Linked DNA regions of Zea mays: regions 2 and 3 are each linked to region 1. Evidence: chromatin contacts called from public Hi-C data. All regions are on one chromosome and are shown on one strand. The core of a region is the stretch at or near the end of the contact, and the rest is flanking DNA. Distances in the headings are between cores, read along the strand shown. Region 1 holds the start of LOC100193409. Region 2 holds the start of LOC100286365 (threonine endopeptidase). Region 3 holds the start of LOC103634599.

Region 1 (4,595 bases), core at 1,286-3,785:
CGGGCAAATAGCATTTGAGTTTCTTTGTTGGCAAATGATGTTTCTTTTCCTTTTTTTTACTGGCAAATGTTGCTTTTAAAGTATAGGAAGGAGGCCATATTATACCTAATAAGAAGGAAAACAGACAGCTACAGTTAAGCAGTTGAAACATGAAAGACTAATCATTGATCAAACAAAATGAAAACAAGTCAAAATATAAGAGAGCTTTGAAATATAAAAGGCTAAGGAGGTGCTGAAGGGCAGACTAATATCAAAAGGTATTTTCCACTTCCCATGAATGCTCAGGTCACTAGAATCTGGCACGATAATATAATGCAGGAGCTACATTCAGATATTGCCTAATACCAATAAGCATCCATAAATATGATCCCTACTCCCTAAGGGCCTGTTCGATTGTCCAGGATTGAACCTAGAATTATTCCAGCTGATGAAATCTTATATAAAATAGGTAAACAATCCAGGCAGGAATAGTTCCAGGCCACCGTTCCTGAGCAACCGAACAGCCCCTAATGGAACACCAACATTTAAAATGAAGCGAGAAAATCAAGAAACACCCATTCAATTGGATTCAACAGTTAGATGCAATTTTCATCATATAAAATGTGACAGAGGATCAGAATGCTCTCCAAATGACCACTGAAACAATCAATAAATAATTAAATCACTTATGCTCTGTTTAGTTTTAATTTTACAACGGATTATATAAAAATCAAAGAAACCTAGCAGCATAAAGTTGTATAGAACAAAGACAAGGATTTGTGAAAGCTAGTAGATATAATAAATGGATACTTTGAACTGAACCTGATGATTTTCTTGGAGTTGCCGGGCCAATCCTCATGGGCCTAGAGGAGCAATACACACCATTCATCTCAGTCATGGCATGCGTCTTCTCACTGTCATCTCCAAATCTCACGAAGCCATAACCCTTGGATCTACCAGTGTTAGCATCGATAACGACTTTGGCACCTTTGACAGAGGAGTACCTGCTGGAGAAAACCTCCAGCAGTGTGGCGTCATTGACATCGGAAGCAAGGTCGCCTACGAATATGGAATGATCCGAAGCAACATCCGAGCGCCTATCTCCCATGCTAAACGATGCCCAGTTTAACCTAAAGGGCTGGTCAGTGTTTGGCATAATATGACCAGAAAACCCTTCAAGAACCCTTTCAGCTGCAGCATGGCTGTAGAACTCAACAAATCCGTATCCTTCAGACTGTCCGGTCTGCTTATTCCGGATAACTTTAATTGCCACAACCTACAGCATATCACGGCGTATTTAGTGCAAGTTTGGACTCTAGGTATCTAAATAAAGAGAAGAATGCAGAACTGCATCACAAGATAGGTTTCAGTTAAACACATGAGGTATCTATCGAAATGACAGAGTAATCCAGGGCTTGCAAAAAAAAATTGTTTATTTTGAGCTTTATTACCATCGGCTTACACCCAAAGTTACCGTGCTTCACCAAATGTTTCTGCATGACTTTCAAGTGTCTATATTTTCTTCCAAAAGGTTGCCATTACTTTCCTTTTTATCCCTTCAGTCTACTAAATGCAAGAGAGTTCATGAAAGAAATAATTGATTCTGACATTCTGTAGCTGTTAGCCTGTTATTGTTTGGTATCCAAATAAATAAGGCATATCATTTAAGGATGTTTTCATCACGAAAAGAGCAAAGTACCCTAAGAAACATGGTGTTAAGAACCAAAACACATGATAAAAGAAAATCTGCCAATCAGGACTGCAACAGGTGCAGCAATGGCACGTCATGGGGTTGCCAGTACATGCATCAACTCAGGCAATCTGGGCAACTGCAGGCTTCCAGTTTCAGCTCGCAGGTCCATGCCTGCCGTTTAGCTAACGGTTGCCAAATCCGTTTCCCTTTTCAGCACAGTGACGGAATGACCCTGACTATCAGCAACTGCAGTCACTCCTGAAACCCTTTACTCTCTCTCTCTCTCCTGCGCGCAGCCCGAGAAACGGAGGCTGAACTCAGCGAGAAAACAACACGGATTTGTCACGTCGACATTTGTTTTGCTATAATATTTTTTTTTTCTGGGGCTGACTCGAGAATAGCACGGCCGTGGCCAAGATCTGGGCTGAGGCGCATCCGTGCTCACCTCGCCGGTGTAGCCGAAGCAGTTGTGCAGATAATTCTCGTCCATCCAGAAATGGAGATCACCAACCCAGATGGTCTTGTTCTCCTCCTGCCCGGCCTGATGCGGCGCCGGCGATCCCAGGACGACCGCTGGCACAGGTGCCGCCAGCTGCGGCGACTGCACGACGGCGTGGAACGGCACGAATTGAGCCGCCGCGAACTGGGGCGGCGCCATCGGGTGCGGCGGCATCGGTATGGCAACCCAATGGGGCGGCACCATGGCCGCCGGCGGCGGCGCCCCCACCACCATCGGCTGCTGCTGGGGCTTCTGCACGTCGCCCGCGCCATTCACCGTCACCGCCGCCGCCTGCATGGTCACTCTATCTAGCACTGCGATGCACCCGTGCGTCGGAGGGAGAGGTGGTGTGGTGAGGAGAGAATTTGGACGCGAGTGGAGGGAGGGAAGAAGAGGCTCGCGGGCAGAAGCTAGGCTAAATAAAGCAGGCGGCGGCGGAGGATATGGGTGAGCGGCGAGCCGTCCGATGGAGCGCGTGGACGGCCGGCAGGCAGGCCGTCGTTTGGAAATTTTAGACCGGATCCACGCCGATGTCGGCCTGCAGAAACCGGCCCCTGCGGGCTACGCTACACGTAGAGTCGTTTCTGACTATCGATTAGGGTGCTGCGGATGGGCATGGAGCGGCCGAGATGATAACCATAACAAAACAAATCTATTTCTATACATCAGAAAGGGTTTCAAAATAACTATGGTAAGTTATCGCTGTTTTTGTTGGGAGATGCATCATCATTGTAGGTCTGATATTCAGAGCCAAGAAGATAGAAAACACACCAAAGAAGCCCTGGGTCCTCCTCCTTAGACACCATCTTTTTTTAAAGAAAGCGACAAAAGACTTGCCTCTTCATTATATTAGATTAGAAAAAATAAGATAATCCACGAGACCGAAACACACACGGGAAGAGAAAAAAAACAAAATCAAAATAAAAAAGCTACCATCCACTGATCTATCTTAGATACACTAAAAACTCTCAATTTGATCTTTCACTAGTTGTGCAACTTGGACCGTAGATCTCGGATGTTCCTGAAAGATTCGGTTGTTTCTTTCCAACCATATATTTCACCAAAAACAGATGAGAAGCCCATCGTGTACTTAAGAGCGTCTAAGCTAAATTGGAGGTCCAATACATATTTCTCCTCGAGATTTGTAATGTGTTATTATGGAATTAAAAGAAATTTTGTAGGAATCAAAAGTACATAACCGGGACTAAAGATTAAGGTCTATAGTCTTGAATATATAGATGAACATGAACCTTTAATTTTTGAAAAGTGTTCTATGACCTGCTACGACCTATATGTACACCAAGCAAACAAAGGCTTCTCTTTGACGTGTAGTCAACGACGGTACTGCCGGAGATCTTAGCTTGTTGCCGTCTTGCCGATCTCTGCTGGACTCTGTAACGTAATACGAAGGAACTCGCGCAGAGGATGACCCACCCTGTTGCGATGTATATTATTAAACGGGAGTTGCCAGCGATCTTGTTGCCGATCCCTGGGCTGTGTCCGGGAGCCGTGGGCCGCCCGTCGGTGGTCGTCGCCGTGAGTCCTTGCACTGGGGGTGGGGGATGCCAACCACCGGCGCTTGCTCCCTTGATCGCGTGATTTTCCGCCATCGTCAGCAGCCTCCTCGCCTCGCCGGACGCCGGGCCGCTCGACGACGTGAGGATTAAGACGACGACCACCACAATGCACGCCCACGACGGCTTGACGAGATCGGCCATATTAGCACGCTGGTGAGTATGTGTCCTTGAGCTCTTTGGGTCTAATTCAAGTGACGGTCGTGTATCGGACAGTTTATTTATAGGGAGATAATGTGTTCCTGCTTGCGCCATTGTGTGGCGCCCAAAACAAAAGGGCTATAGGGGTAGAGCATGTAAAGAATAAAGAAAAATAAAATAAATGTAAATGGAAGTGCCTTCAACCCCTGTTTCCACCATCGTCGTCCCCCATGGCATGGCACCATTCTCCATTCATGGCTGTCACTTTCACGGTTTCACCGCAATCCGAGGTTATTTTCACATGGTAACTTACCATTGGTAAGGCAGCCTGCAGAAACTCTGTTCATGTGCACTTATTACTAAGGCCATGTTCCAAACCCCTAAAACTAATACTCCTATTTAGCGGCTAAAATTAGCTAAGAGGTTTAAAACAGTTCAACTAATAGATCAGTTAATTGTTAGTTATATCTTTCAAATAGCTATTAGTTGTTAGCTGTCCCAACCCAGCTAATAACTTATTAGCTGACTAACAATTAGCTCTAGAGGTTTGGAACATGATTTAAGAAAAAGAAACAAAAAAACTTCTATAGCCTAATAGGGACAATCATGTCTAAGGTGATGTTTAGTTACCTATAGATTTTGAGAAGATGGATACTAAGGTTATCTCCAGCAGATCCCCTATTCTATCTCCTATCTCATTCCTTATTTC
Region 2 (4,595 bases), core at 1,094-3,593, 480 kb before region 1:
TCTTGAAATAGAAGTATGATCCCCCCAGCGTCAGTGTGCTCCCTGAGACCCATTACAAGCTCTGGATGGCTGCACCTGGGGTACTTTGCCACCTTGACGCCTACGGAAGGTTTAGAAAACGCCTTCTCGATGTAGCCCTTGTCCAGCCCAAGGTTTTCACTCATGGCTGCTGCGAGCTGTTCAGCCAGTTTGATAACCTCTTCTGCATATTCAGATACCATTGCACTGCACAGCACATTTTGCATCATATCGTTAGTTTGGTTTACAGTTCACTTCAGATGACTATTAGACTTGGTAAATTAAAAATGTTTTTCTTGTATTCAATTCAAACTCCGCGGACTCACCGAAGCAGCTCAGGATATCATGGATGTTTGATTCTGGCTGATGACGGTACATGAAACTGCACTCCCAGTCAACATTTGATGGAACTTTCTCACAACCTAGGATCTTTGCATTCTCCGAGCTATAGAAGTTCTTCTCCATGAGCCCAACAAACACTTCCCCTACCCACGTGAATATGTTCCTCCCGTCAAAAAAATAGCTGGAGAATCAAATCGTGTCGTGCTTCACATCCAGACATCCAACCGGCTGAATTCAGATGAATTTGGGTGAAGGAATAAAAGGGGGATTTAAAAAAAGAATGAGGGAGAAAAGACCACACCTGGGCGTGTGCGTCGTCCTATCGCCCCACCCATCGGCGGCCCCGAGCGGGTCCGACAGCCCCGAGCGGGTCCGACGGCCCCGAGCGGGTCCGACGGCCTGTGCGAGGGTAGCGGCAGCGGCGTGATCTGGGGGTGGAGATGGAAGCCGCGGCGTGGCAATCGAGGCACGAGGGAGGGGTGCGGGAGATGGGATCTGCGCGGGAGGGCGAGGGCCGCGGCGATTCCACCTCCACCGCGGCGAGATTAGGGGGAGGGCGAGGGCGGCATGGATGCCGCGGCGATTCCATCTTCACCACGGCGAGATGCGCGGGACGTAGACGGGGCCACGCACGGCATGCCATGGATGTCGCGATGAGGTGGAGATGGATGTCGCTGGGATGCAATCGAGGCGAGGGATCTGCGCGGGAGGGCGAGGGCCGCGGAGATTCCACCTTCACCACGGCGAGATTAGCGGGAGGGCGAGGGCGGCATGGATGTCGCAGGCGCGAGGGAGGGGGCGCGAGAAATGGGGATCTGTCGCGGTGAGGTGGAGATGGATGCCGCGGGATGCAATCGAGGCGAGGAATAATCGGCGGCGAGGGCGACGCGCGTGGGTGAGGAACGCGGGCGGGGGCACGGGCGTTGCGGGGGCAGGGCGCGCGTTGCAGGGTGAGGGCATCACGGAGCGCCGGGGGAGGGGGGGCGGGGGTGCCTGGCGCGGGCGTGATCCTCCGGCGGCGAGGGCGATGCGCGCGGTGCGTGATTCGCGGACGGGAGAAGACGCGCGCGGGGGCAAAAATCGCAGGCGGGGGCACGGTGCGGTGGTGGACGCCCTCCGTCCACCCTTAAGGATTAGTAGAGATTTGAAAGGGAGTGCAACCAATAAGTTGTTGCGTTTTCGGTCAGGGCACGAGCACGGTGTTCAACTCGGTCATCTGATTGAGTCGGATCAACCAACATTCTCCTTCTTGATTTAGAGTTAATTGCTTATATTTTGAACTTAACTTTGTAATTGTTTAGTTTCTTAAATTATTATTTTATTTTCAATTGATTAGCACATCAAGACTAAAGCATTACAACAACCAGTCATGTGCTAATGAATTCAATAACTATCGTACACCTTTTTTTTTGTTTCAAAGCAAAGAACTTATTCTTGACGGATATGGGTTTACTAAACCGTTTAACCCTAAAAATGTCTCTCATCGGTAACGGGCAAAAACCAGCTCAAAGGACCGTCTGCCTTCCCGGGGCCAAGGGCAGAATTTTTTCTCTATATCCCGGATGCAAACTCACTGCTTTACAACCTCTGACATCCACCATATGAAGTCCCATAAACAAAGATTAAAATTCGCAAATTAATTTCTTGGTAACTTTTTTCTTCTGTTTATGTGGGCCTGCAAGTGCATTCTCCACCAACATCTTTGGTGTCAGGTAGAGAGGGGCGCCTGTTGGAGGCCCAAACTCGTCGTTAGCAGACTGGAGACTCTTGAGTCTAGACTCGGACGGCCCAAGAGTAAAGCATACTGCATACCACACCGCACGCCACGCGGACGCACAGACAAAACAGTCGCCTCTCCACGGTCGATGGTCGAAACGTTCAGGCACACGCGGCGCTGCAGTATACAACGAAGCGAGTGTGGAAAAGCAAGGCAGCGCGACGAAGCGGCGCCGCCAGCTCCCCAAAACCTCCCCAGCTGCCACCTCCTCTGCCTCCCTGCGTCCCCCGAGCAAAGCAGAACAAGGGGGGAAAAAGTTGACATACGCTTGCAGCGATGGCCTTTGCCGCCCGCGCCGCGCTCGTGCGCGTCCTCCCTCCGCGACCATCGCCGACCTCCCAACCGAAGCAGCTCAAGCAAGGTACGTTTCGCCGCCCCGCTCCCACTGTTCGGGTCCCGCTCGAAATGCCGCGACACAGAGCTAAAACCCTAGTTTCGGTTTTGCACCCCAAGGTCTAGGCGGCCGCGGCGGGTCCTCGCTCGCCGTTCGGGCGAAGGACTCCGATGACTTCGGGGCCCTTCTGTCGGAGAAGCTCGATGCGCAGGCGCCTGAGAAGCGGGATGGGCGGGATGGTTTTGGGAGGGAGGCGAGTAGCGTGGAGGAGGAGAAGGAGGTGCAGGGCGAGCCGGCTTCGTGGGGTGTGCTCAACCAGATCGGCGTCGAGGTGAGCGCGCGCATCCGATTGCTTTTAAACTTGTCGTGTTGCCGTTTCAAAATGTGTGTGCTGGATTGAGGTGAAAATGTTTTGTACTTTTGTGTGCTCGACATTTTGTTACTGAAACAAGAGGAAACCTGCTCTCTTCATTCAGTACCTTGGTTCAGAGAACAAGGTTTGTAGATATCGCGTCAGTATTCAAATGATTGCAAACCTACAGCTGATTTGTTCTGCAAACAAGAGAGCACACAAGCCACCTATCACTTTGACCATTTATTACATCAGGCGGATAAATTTATTGGGTGTGTTTATTTTGGCAAAGACCAAAGAAGGTTGGCACTAAGATGTAGCCATATAGGAGTTTTTTTTTTATTAATGACGATGTTTTTATAGAATGGACGATGTTTTCTTGATAAAGCTATTTTTTGTTCTGTTTTGCTCTATAAATATTACTCCCATTGTCGAAAACATTAGAATTTATAGTGTTCAAATTTTGTCCCAAAATATAATGACTTTGGAAAATCCAACAAGCTCAACCCCACAAGACCAATCAGCAGCTGGCGCAGCCAAAAATTAAGCTAGTCAGGAGCTAGCCTGGATGTTTAATGAGTGGCATGGTGGACTGTTCCCTTACTGTTTAATGCTAGAGTACTGTTAGGGTTTCGTGGCTAGACTAGTCCCTGTGTAATTACTTGCATACCCTCAGTGTAATGGGCTTGGCCCACTTATCCAACTTATATATATGTGTGTGTGTGTGTGTGTGCGCACTCCCAACTCAGTAGGGTTAGAGTTTCCCACATGGTATAGAGCTAGGTTAATTCTTTTTCCCCCACTTCTCTCTCTCCCACCCAGCCGACAGCTGCCCCTATAGCCGCCACCCCCTCCCCAGCCGCCGCTGGCTCCCTCAGCTCTAGCGGCCGCCGGACCCCTCTGCCCTAGCTGCCTCCTCCCCATGGCGGCCCTCCCCGCATCTCCCACCGGTGCGGACAGCCCAGGCGCCGCTGCCGCGGCTCTAGCCGCCAACCTGGCCGCCGCACCACCCGGCCCTGGCGCGACCACCACCTCCGCGCCTCTGTGCGCGCTCGCCGCCGGCCTGGACACCTCCCAGGCCACGGACGCCGCTGCCCTGGTTGCCTCCCTCGTTGCGGCCCGCCTGACCGCTGGCCCTCCCCTTCCCCACGGCCCCCGCAACGAGCTCGTTGTTGGCGGCCCCCCCTACATCACCGGCCTCGGGCCCCTCCCTGACGCCCCTCCTCCGGTTGTCACGATGTAGCACCGGCGCCGAGGCTCCCCGCCGGGATTTCCCGCCCTCGCTGCACCCGCCGGGCTTGACACCGTCACGTTCTCCACGGCGCTTGCCGCTGACTCCTTGCTAGTCGCCGCCATCGCCACCATCCAGGCCGCCGTGGCTGCCTCACAGGAGCGTCAACGCGCCACGTCCCTCGCCCTAGAGCACGAGCGTGCCATGGGCGCTGCTCTGACCGCCCAGATGGCCACTGCGCAGCGACTCATCCTCGGCCATCCTGCGGTTAGAGTAGGACAAAATACTCGTGGCTTGTGAGCTCGCTCGACTCATGGTCAGTTCGGCTCGACTCGACTCGTTTCAATTTTGTCACGAGTTGAGCTAACATCTCAGCTTGGTTCGTTAACGAGCTAGCTCGACACGAGCTTGAGCCAGCTCGTTTGCTCGAATGAGCTAGCATTTATCAGCCAAACAAAGCCTATATTTGTATTGGATGAATTAATAAGTGATGAACTATGTTTAACGAGTCGAGCCGAGCCAACTCGTTATCTTAACGAGC
Region 3 (4,595 bases), core at 881-3,380, 460 kb before region 1:
CGCCCCATGAAGCAACATTATAAACAACTTTAGTTCCATCCCATGCCTTCCGGATTTTACTTTTCTTCTTTTCAGCTGAAAACGTCTTCCTAAGCACTGGAATATGAACAGTCAAAAAGTTTAACATCAGAATATCCAATAAAAAAATTCATTTCACCGTTCCTCTTAATTGAGGGAAGAAAAAGAAACCTTTTTGAAGTTGATCAGGGGGCAGGTCCTGCATAGACATGAAATTCACACATTAAATATGTAAAGCACCTCTCATACAAGATGCAGAGACATGAAACGCCTCGCTCAGCATGATGATCTCATCAAGTGAAGAAAACAGCTACCTTGGTCTTTTTAATTGACACCAAGCATGCAGCCATAAAGGAAGTCATCCCATCAACCACATCCTCCTGCTTAACCAGTACATATCCATCATCTGAGCCACCATCTTCCCATAAATCCACTGACGTTATTATATCCCATGATGTATCAGGTTCAACTGTGCCAAAGAACAGAGAAGTTTTCGAAGTACAGTGGTTAGTATTTTCAAGAAAAAATAGAGCGAAAGGAACATATCTGAGTTCATATCGGGTCATTTTTACCATCTGCTGTGTACTTTTTATAGTAGTAATGTATTCAATCCAGTGGCAGCTTACCTGCACCATTCTGACCTACTGACTTCTGAATACCATTGAGCTTTTGAAGGAACTCGAGCGATCCAACCTTAGATTTAAGAAGATCACACATCTGCTAGGTAAAAGCAGGTTGTTTTAGTTGTAGGGCAGCGAAAATTCGGTAATCTACTTCGCCACTCCAAAGAGATTTCCATAAGGACCATGGCAATGAGACTGCTCAGCCCACATTCCAGATAGGAAGCTGGAAATACATATTAGGGATACTGGCATACTGCAGACATGACTTGGCCTAAACTAACAACAAACTGTTCTCACAACATCTTGGAAAGATCTATTTACAACAATCAGGAGTCGTTCGAATATCTGATTTTATACCACTATTTTGGCACCCAGCACTGTCCGCTTGACTTTAATCCGTATCGGTTTCTACTACTTCTACAATGTTTTTGTCTCTATAGATTGCAGCTGCAGCAGTCCAAACAGTCGGCTTTAATCCGAAGCAAGACATCACTGGCATAGCAGATAACAAATGTAGTCACCAAAGTCAACTAAATGATAAATCAGCATCATACTGGCAGTAATGGAAGTATACACATAATACTTTCTACACAGAAAGCTACTAATGACAGATACCTTTTTAGTCTCACCACAGCACAGAAACAGTGATTACAGTACTGAAGTAATTTCAAACTACCAATCCAACTTAGGTGTTGTTTGTTTGAGATTATATAATCTAACTTATTTCATTTAGTTTAAAATAAGTTAGTCTGAACAAACAGGCTCTTAGGTCCTCACGTATTTATCAAGCACTTAGTTTCAATTTGTAGTGGCCAAAAATAAATTGTAGCTGATATCAATTCAATTACGCAATTTACTAATTCAGTTACGCCTATTGCAACGACTTATACGCAATTTACCGATTCAGTTACGCCTGTTGCAACGACTTATACTTCGGAAATCCAAATCCTAGTTCCCGGAACCCTCAACGTGCCCAGAAGAACTCGTGAGGGATCAGGACGCCTCCTGCTCACCTGGGCCGTCTCGTAATCGGAGTCACTCGCAACCGACGACGTCTCCGCCCCATATCCATTGGCACCGACATCGGCCTCGCGGTCCTCGCCCTCCGGCGGAGCTGCTGTGGTCTCCTCCGAGAGAGAGACGCCGAGATCGGCGTCGGCATCGCGCAGCATCTCAACCGCCCGCTGGACCTGCTCCAGTGCCTCCTTCAGCTCCCGCTTCCGCACCCTCCTTACCTCCGGCGACAACCGGCGCTCCACAGCCGGCGAGGAGGAGGTTGACGAGGGCTCCATCACGGGGACCGAACCCTGTAGCCGGCGACGGTGGCGACTATGGATTGGGATTCGGGATCCCGCGGCCTATACGAAGAAGTAGAAGATGATTGATCTGTTTGGCTAATCGTTGCGTAATAGCGTTGGATTGGCGTGTAGCTTGAAAAAGCAGCCAAGTGGGCCCGTGCCGTGGGTATCGCCTGTCGGTTAAGGCTTTCTTAGGCAACACAATATTTCTTTTTAATCCCAAGACAATACAATGATATCTTATCATATTATGATATTTTAGATTAAGAGCACGTTTGTTTCCCTTTATTTTGAGAAATTAGAATCTAACTAATATAGTAAGCTATTTTTTAGAATATAATATTCCAAAACTTTCCAAATTGTATATATAAGCCTCACAAATTTATGAGGTAAAAGATGAAAATCAATTCTATAGATTTACATGCTACTTTTCTAATTTATAATTTATAGCATACTCTTCTACTTGTTTCTCTATAGTATATAACTCTCTCATATGATTATAATATGCAAATATATTAAATAGACAAATATATTAACTTAATTAATTTTTTCTAAATTATAATGATTAGAATGGAATTCAATTCCAATAAAATAAACGGGGCTTAAAAGACGTTTGTGAGTATATCTAAAAACTTTGTATTTTAAACCATGATTTTATTAATACCATAATTTTTTGGGGTTTTTTTTGTTTCAGGCCAAGTTTTTAGCTTGCGCCTAGCTATAGTCTTCTATTCTCTTGCACTTAGGGCTGGACGAAAAACTCGTAGCTCGTTAACTCGCTCGACTCGACTCGATAGTGGCTCGACTCGACTCGTTTATTATTTGTAACGAGTTGAGCTTGTGTTTCAACTCGCTATGATAACGAGCCAACTCGAGCTGGCTTGCGAGCTGACTCACGAGCCAAATGAGTTGGAGTAATTAGTCAAATCACAACAATCTCCGATCAAAATAGTTAAATCTTCTACTCTACTATAGTTAATCTTGTTCTTTGTTGAGTGTGGAACCTTAAGTTGCAAACTCTATTCTTTTTTCTAAATAGACCTCCTTCTTTTCTTTTGCTACATGTTTTTATATCCGTTCGTAGACACCAGACATGGTATTATCGAGCTGGCTCGCGAGCTAAAAGAGCCAGCTCGAGTCGGCAAACGAGTCGAGCCGAGTTGGATCTTTAGCTCGTTAACATAACGAGTCGAGCCGAGCCAGCTCGATATCCACCCCTACTTACACTACTACTGAAATATTTGTCTCCAAATAGGTGTTGGATTGTACTAATATTAAAAATACTATAATTATATTATAATATACAATAAATTGTGGTTTTAAAAACAGAGTTCTCAAATAGTTCCTAGGGCCGTTTTTATAGAAACTGTTAAAACTCTGATATTTGGCTTGACACGGGCATACCACATATGGCTCAAGGGTCGATGTTGTGACGAAGTTTAGATGGGCCTAACTCAACAACCTAACTGAGGTGGCCATTCTGAGTTTATGACGCGGGCTACAGGTCGACGCACGTTGTGGGCCAACAACGGTATTCCTCTAAATGGCCCGGAATCCAAACCAAGGCCTTCATCACAACTTTCGGTTAGTGATAGATTGAAGGGATTAAATCCCTCTCTATTTAAGTTTATCCCATCCAATCTTCTTTAACCTCTACAACTAGAGATAGCAATGGGTACCCGAATAGCCGACGGGTTTTATCTGATATGTAGGCAGGTATGTGACGATTTCTATACACGGGTATATTAATAGGCAACAACCTCTACTCGTTGGGTAGACAGGTACGGAACTACAGGTACGGGTGGATACTATCCATACCCGTATACCCCGTGGGTAAAATATACCCGTATCATACATATATTATTATCTAATAAAGTTCATCGTAGTGAAAACAAAACCTTTCTTCGGCTTTAAGTATCAAGTTATGTAATTCTATGGTTTGTTATATTTCAAGTTGAACTCAATTTTGTGCAATTATTTGACATTTTGAGTGATCGGAATATTAGAATCTAAGACCTTCTTAGCAGGTACAGTTTATCGGGTAAAATTACCTGCACGGGTACGTGTATAAGCAAGATTTTATACCCGCGAGCCTCCATCCCAAACACAACCGAAACATAAGGGGAGATAAATCCACCACAACTTTGTGACACTTCAGTTCAATGTGCTACACATAGGCTGTAGCCTCCATCCCAGCGCACACATGATTAAACGAGAGGTTGCCCCCATTCTTCAATATTTACTAGGTATATGCTCGTGCGTTGCCACAGAAAACACATAAAATCATTATATATGTGGTACCACAAATTAAACAAAGTGAAAAACATGAACTATTTATACACATGATACTGTAAATCAAACAACATATCATAACATGAGACTTCTCGATCTAAATTAGGTATATATAAAATTTACATGATCTTAACAACACAGTGTTTCAATACACTTAAGATTTTGAATGATAAAGGTCAATACAACAGACACCAACACTGCAAAAATTTAAAAAGAATAATAACAACTTTTATCAAAAGATAGACACAATAACCCAGCCACAACTATCCAAAAGGTTTAGAGCAGCAAATGAGCTTTGATCAAGTTAACTGTTGTGAACATGCGGTGTCTTTTTGCATAGTTACAAATTTAGAGCAGCAAATGA

The links. Hi-C and Micro-C count contacts between places; a contact is called where the count stands out from the background.
Region 2: a Hi-C map of endosperm shows a contact between it and region 1, with 2.0 times the contacts expected there. The contact joins the promoter of LOC100286365 here to the promoter of LOC100193409 in region 1. A contact is called at or near these places in 2 of 25 Hi-C or Micro-C datasets (ear and endosperm).
Region 3: a Hi-C map of ear shows a contact between it and region 1, with 2.6 times the contacts expected there. The contact joins the promoter of LOC103634599 here to the promoter of LOC100193409 in region 1. A contact is called at or near these places in 3 of 25 Hi-C or Micro-C datasets (ear, leaf mesophyll and tassel).

Annotation. Positions count from the first base shown.
Region 1 is chr2:192,062,795-192,067,389 of Zm-B73-REFERENCE-NAM-5.0, reverse strand. LOC100193409 reads right to left here and starts at 2,535. Exons shown (of 6, transcript NM_001399092.1): 1 at 2,118-2,535; 2 at 802-1,255. The coding sequence starts at 2,468.
Region 2 is chr2:192,539,574-192,544,168 of Zm-B73-REFERENCE-NAM-5.0, reverse strand. LOC100286365 (threonine endopeptidase) reads left to right here and starts at 2,343. Exons shown (of 5, transcript NM_001159252.2): 1 at 2,343-2,498; 2 at 2,591-2,802. The coding sequence starts at 2,414. It also overlaps the pseudogene LOC103649170.
Region 3 is chr2:192,519,832-192,524,426 of Zm-B73-REFERENCE-NAM-5.0, reverse strand. LOC103634599 reads right to left here and starts at 2,130. Exons shown (of 6, transcript XM_020548511.3): 1 at 1,655-2,130; 2 at 645-735; 3 at 333-487; 4 at 190-217; 5 at 1-96. The coding sequence starts at 1,933.